Regions from separate parts of the Macaca mulatta genome. Here region 2 is linked to region 1. The links are chromatin contacts, called in public Hi-C maps. All regions are on one chromosome and are shown on one strand. The core of a region is the stretch at or near the end of the contact, and the rest is flanking DNA. Distances in the headings are between cores, read along the strand shown. Region 1 holds the start of PCDH8 (protocadherin 8). Region 2 has its middle 170 kb from the start of OLFM4.

What was found. Hi-C and Micro-C count contacts between places; a contact is called where the count stands out from the background.
Region 2: a contact with region 1 is called in a Hi-C map of fetal cortex germinal zone, with 6 times the contacts expected there. The contact joins the enhancer-like site here to the promoter of PCDH8 in region 1. A contact is called at or near these places in 2 of 14 Hi-C or Micro-C datasets (fetal cortex germinal zone and fetal cortical plate).

What each region holds. Positions count from the first base shown.
Region 1 is chr17:32,110,738-32,113,597 of T2T-MMU8v2.0, reverse strand. It overlaps PCDH8 (protocadherin 8), which reads left to right and starts at 1,472. Exons shown (of 3, transcript XM_001085113.4): 1 at 1,472-2,860. The coding sequence starts at 1,680.
Region 2 is chr17:32,454,066-32,456,927 of T2T-MMU8v2.0, reverse strand. It overlaps the pseudogene LOC100424365. Among named protein-coding and RNA genes, the nearest start is that of OLFM4, 170 kb to the right of the region's middle. Within about 2 kb of position 1,442, at least 6 of the 40 cell types and tissues checked have an H3K27ac peak or open chromatin away from gene starts, as enhancers often do. A contact at or near this core is called in fetal cortex germinal zone, where this site is marked.

The DNA.
Region 1 (2,860 bases), core at 223-2,722:
GCCTAAAAAGCAAAATTTCTTCCAGTGTGTGGCTTCTGTTTTTTACCTTTCCTCCTTCGTGTGTATTTGCATAGCCTGCTCAATAAAGCCCTTCAGTAAGCATCATTAAGAATCCATCTTATTCCAGATCCAAGCTCCATCTCCCTGGCCTTCAGGGATGGGAAGGGGCTATCTGTGGGGCAGCGCAGCGCCTGGCCAGCCTCAGGATTCGCCCAGCCCAGATTTTGGCAGTGCCGAAGCTCCACACTTTCCTAGGCAGATGGTTAAGTTCCCCCCACGTTCCTGCCAGGATTCAATGTCACGCTGTGATTTTGTTCTTCTGGAACCGGACGAGTGTTGCTTCCCAGAGTGGCCCTATTAGAACAGAAAGAAAATCCTCTAAATAGGCGGAACAAGACATCAGGAGGAAAAACTTCTCTAAATGCTCTTTAATACGAGCCGGGTATTGTGTGGAATTCAGCGCCCATCACCGTTTAGCCAGAGAGTTATGGCAGTGATTGGGGATGAATAGAGGAACATAATGGATACATGTGGCGTTTGCTCATTATATTCAAGTTAGCCCAACTCCGTTGTGGAAACTGTTCAACTTTCTCTCCCCTTAGCTTGTCACAGTGAAATAATACAGACATTGGGGCCTCCAATGGGATCGCCTGCCACACCATTCTATTTCCACAGCTAACGAGGGCTTCATAAGCCTTTGATACAGTCTGATCTTTGAAACCTTTCCAAATCTCCTCAAGCTTATGCTAAATCCTATTTGGAACTTTTTTTCCTTGCCTGCTAGCGCCCAAGGCTTAAGAAAGCCATTTGGACAGTGACATGCATACTAACATATCGCGGGGCTCTTTTCTGAAAGGGAAGTGGCAGCTCTGATCACCGGGGCTCACACGAGCAAAACACAATTGCGTACACAAATTTGAATAAAATCAATTTTCCCTTATCCTTCAGGCTTCTTAATCGAGAGGCTATTCCAGGCACTGTAGGAAGCTAGGAGAGAAGGAAAGCAGAGTCTCACTCAGCAGAGCAAGTCTGTGGGTAGGGGGCTGCAAGGGTTTGGAAGCCTCAGAGGTGCAAAATGCAGAGTGTGTGTGTTGGCAGGGGCTGGGGGAAGGGGGATTCTGGAGTCGCTGGGGTGAAATCCCAGCGTGTTCGCACTTAGTTCTAGCCGCCGGCACGGAGGGATACAGGCGACAATTAACAAAATCATCCGCTCCTTTTACTCCTGGAGCTCTGTGCCAACTCCTCTACATGCAGGGTGCTGACAAGAAAAGGGAGAGAAAGCAAAAGGAGTTAAACAAAAGAAAGATTCCCTAATTTTCCTTTCTTGTTTTCCCCTCTAAGCCTTTCCACATTAAAGGGATTGTGAGAGGCAGGCGGAGGAGCGACGCGAGGGGGAGGCGGCCATTGGCTGCCCGGCTCGGGTGATTAGCATATCGGCGGCTATAAAGGCAAAGGCGTCGCGAGGCGGCGCAGCTTCTGTAAGGGAGGGAAAGGCGCAGGGTGAGGGCGGGTCTGCGCGTCCTCAGAGCCGGCTGGAGGCGCGGAGCTGCTACCCGCAGACTTCTCCTGCACAGGGCTCTCAAAGAGCGTGATTCCGAGAGCCTGAGACTCACGCCCGACCTGGAAACCAGAGAAGACTCTCTTCCTTAGCCTTTCGGATCGCAATTAAGGCTGGAGGCATGAGTCTTGTGAGGCGCTGGGGCAGCCCCTGCCTTTTCCCCTTGCAGCTCTTCAGCCTCTGCTGGGTGCTCTCAGTGGCCCAGAGCAAAACAGTCAGATACAGCACCTTCGAGGAGGATGCCCCCGGCACGGTCATCGGGACCCTGGCAGAGGACCTGCATATGAAAGTATCGGGTGACACAAGCTTCCGCCTGATGAAGCAATTCAACAGCTCTCTGCTCCGGGTGCGCGAAGGCGACGGGCAGCTGACCGTCGGGGACGCCGGCCTGGACCGCGAGCGGCTGTGTGGCCAGGCCCCGCAGTGCGTGCTGGCCTTCGATGTGGTCAGCTTCTCGCAGGAGCAGTTCCGGCTGGTGCACGTGGAGGTGGAGGTGAGGGACGTCAACGACCACGCACCGCGCTTCCCCCGGGCCCAGATCCCGGTGGAGGTGTCCGAGGGTGCGGCCGTGGGCACGCGCATCCCCTTGGAGGTGCCGGTGGACGAAGACGTGGGCGCCAACGGGCTGCAGAGCGTGCGCCTGGCCGAGCCGCACAGCCCCTTTCGGGTGGAGCTGCAGATGCGAGCAGACGGCGCTCAGTGCGCGGACCTGGTGCTGCTGCAGGAGCTGGACCGCGAGAGCCAGGCCGCCTACAGCCTGGAGCTGGTAGCCCAGGACGGCGGCCGCCCGCCGCGCTCCGCCACGGCTGCCCTCAGCGTACGCGTCCTGGATGCCAATGACCACAGCCCGGCCTTCCCGCAGGGCGCCGTGGCCGAAGTGGAACTGGCGGAAGACGCGCCCGTGGGCTCCCTGCTTCTCGATCTAGACGCGGCCGACCCGGACGAGGGCCCTAACGGCGACGTGGTGTTCGCTTTTGGCGCTCGCACCCCGCCGGAGGCGCGCCGCCTCTTTCGGCTTGACCCGCGAACGGGCCGTCTCACCCTGGCCGGGCCCGTGGACTACGAGCGTCAGGACACCTACGAGCTGGACGTGCGGGCTCAGGACCGCGGACCAGGGCCCCGCGCTGCCACCTGCAAGGTCATCGTGCGCATCCGCGACGTCAATGACAACGCACCCGACATCGCCATCACCCCGCTGGCCGCCCCAGGCGCGCCGGCCGCCTCGCCCTTCGCCGCTGCTGCCGCCGCCGCTGCGCTCGGGGGAGCGGACGCTAGCTCGCCTGCGGGAGCCGGGACGCCGGA
Region 2 (2,862 bases), core at 193-2,692, 340 kb before region 1:
TTCCTCACCTCCACCTCCACGTGCACCAGCCGGAACTGTTCCTGCAAGAAGCTGACCACATCGAAGGCCAGCACGCACTGTGGGGCCTAGCCACACAGCCGCTCGCGGTCCAGGCCGGCGTCCCCGACAGTCAGCTGCCCGTAGCCCTCGCGCACCCGGAGCAGAGAGCTGTCGAATTATTTAATCAGCTGAAACTGACTTGGCACCTCGCGCTTGGAATTAGACTGGACGTGATCAAACAAAACACCGATGCTGGTACCAGGGGCGTCTTCCTCACAGGTGAAGAAATTGACAGTATCGGTGCAAAATCCTGACACTAGCAGCAGCCACAGAATCAGCAAGGACTCCAATCCAACCCTGCATGAAGTGTCAGCAGGAAATCTGAGCCTCCTGCGAGACATTTATTCCTCAAAGAGAAAAGCCAATCGCGAGCTCTGCACTAAGACTTTCAGGCTTCTCAAGCCCTCTCGAGTGCGCAGTCAGAAGACTCTTTTCCCCTTAGAACATCTTATCACTAAGTCCTCTCTGCTGTATACTTGCTTTTCTCTGCCCCAATGCCTCTTCATAACCCTACCGGGGAAGCTACATACAGAAGAATATGCAAATAAGCATCCATTTGGGCCAGTCCACAGTCTCTGGGCCTCTGGGCCATGCTGTTTCACTAAAAGGACCCATAGAAGGACCTGAAGAGCTGACCAGTGGCCAGGGTGGTGCAGGTAGTTATTAAGATGTCTGCACTATAAAAACACGTCCTGCTTGCTTTTCCATTGTACTGGTCTCTCACTTTGACAGTAAGAGCAGGGATCCACAGCCACTTTATTCCTTCCTAAGCACACTCACATATTCCCCACACAGAGGCACATTTGACCCTCTTTACCATTTTAAGATGAACACATACATGCTTAGAGCAATGCATCCTTTGCCACCCACAGTTACCCATCTATGTTGGGTTGTCATTTCCTGTATTGAAAGATTTTTGGGAAATATCTTCTAGAGTGTCAGGCAATGTCTAATTAGGGAAGAACTGTTTTCCAAAATAATCATTTCTAAATAGCTTTTTCTATAGCAAAGAAACCATTAATGATGAAATTTCAGCCCCTTCATCTTTTATGTCAGTAATTACTTATATGTGAGGAATCAGTGTCAGACAGAGAAGTCTGTCAACCACAAACCACTGTAAGGGATAGTTAAGGGTTAAAAAAAAGGTTTAGAAAAATATATTGCAGTCAGACTTGTTAGAAAATTGCTATAGACCAATTATTTTTTAAAAGCCCTTGGCTGAAGGAAACCACGGGTGGTCTGATAGGCTGAAGGCTAAAAAAACATTAAACCATCTGTCTAAAGCCCAATAAATAGTCCTGTGTTAAGTTCTCTTTATGAGTGAAGTGTTCAAAATGCTAAACAGTCTCACATGTTAATGATGACATTGTTCCTCGTGCCATGGAGTCCTCATCAGTGCAGAATGCTATTTAACTAGTCATCTCAAATCAGTGAGTCGGCCGAGTTATTAATATGCCCAGGCTATTCTTGTCTCCTCTATGATCTGTAATGTTATTGATTCCCGCAGGGACATGTCAGTAAGTGACTATTTTTCCTTTCATTCTTAGGAGGGAGTTGGCATTTATTTTAGTGCCAGGATGTATGAATCCGGTTCTGAAAGTGAGCCATCTTTGATGAGATAATTAATTTTCAGGGGTTTTCATTTAGTGAAGCATTTGGCAATGACTCTCATTATAAGTACCAGTAACTGGTATTGGAGAAGTGTACTGGGAAGCATGAGTTCATTTGAGCGGGGTACTCTGAGATCCTAAAAAGAAAAAGTATTCTATTTTCCTAGATTTTTAATTTTGCCTAATGAGGCGTCTGTCTGAGGAAGAGAAGAGCTCTACTTTGGCCTGGTAAGAACAGACTTCTTTTAAGCCAGTATCCTCAATGGCATATTGGAGAGCTTGCTTTCTTTCTGAGAACCGAATATCTCTGGAAGTTCCTGGTTATTCAGCCTCTGGGTCTCAGGGCAGACAAGAGAATCTGGTTCTTCCACCAGACATCATAATTGTTATATATCCCTTAACTGAAAACTGAATCTGCTTCAGCTGATGTCTTTAAAAGGTGCCTGCTTCCATATGTATTAGCCAGGAGAGGGACCCATTTAACCACAGTCCAAGTCTCATGTCATCCTCTTCTTCAGCTCACACAATTCCTGCCAAGCCTAGTCTCAGCTAGTCTCCAGCATTACTGTTTTTCTGATGATCCATGATCAGAAAAATCATTCAGCATACTGAAAATGAAGAACAGTACATGACTGCACCTACAGAACATCAAAAGATCCAGATAAAATATTTTAAAAAGCAGGCAATCAAACATATTACCTCCACAAAGCTAAGCATCTGGATACTGATGTTTGGAAACATCCAGCTATGATATTTAAATGCTTGATTGCATTTTCCCCCACGTTTCCTCCAGCTGTTTGGCATAAAGTAGACCATCCATGATAAGAAGTGTGCTGTATTGTTAGTGATTCATTATTAGCGCTATCATTGTTTCATACTAAACAACCACCTTATTAAAACACCGCTTTATGAATGAGGGACAGCTGGAGTTTCAGAAAAGAAACATTTTTCTGAAGCAAAAATCAGTTCTGTGCCAGTCGAATAACAAGCTGAATAATATAGAAACTGTATGATCTGTCCCCCTAGGGATATGTCATCAGGAAGCTGTGTTTACAGCTCTGGGCTGCTGGTGCACTCATGTTACATTCTGTCGGCTCTGTTGGATAAAAATCTGTCTCAATATTAAAAGCATTGTGGAAAAAAATTTGCTTTATGTGTTTTCCCATTTGCCAGCATATTGCCAAACTATAAT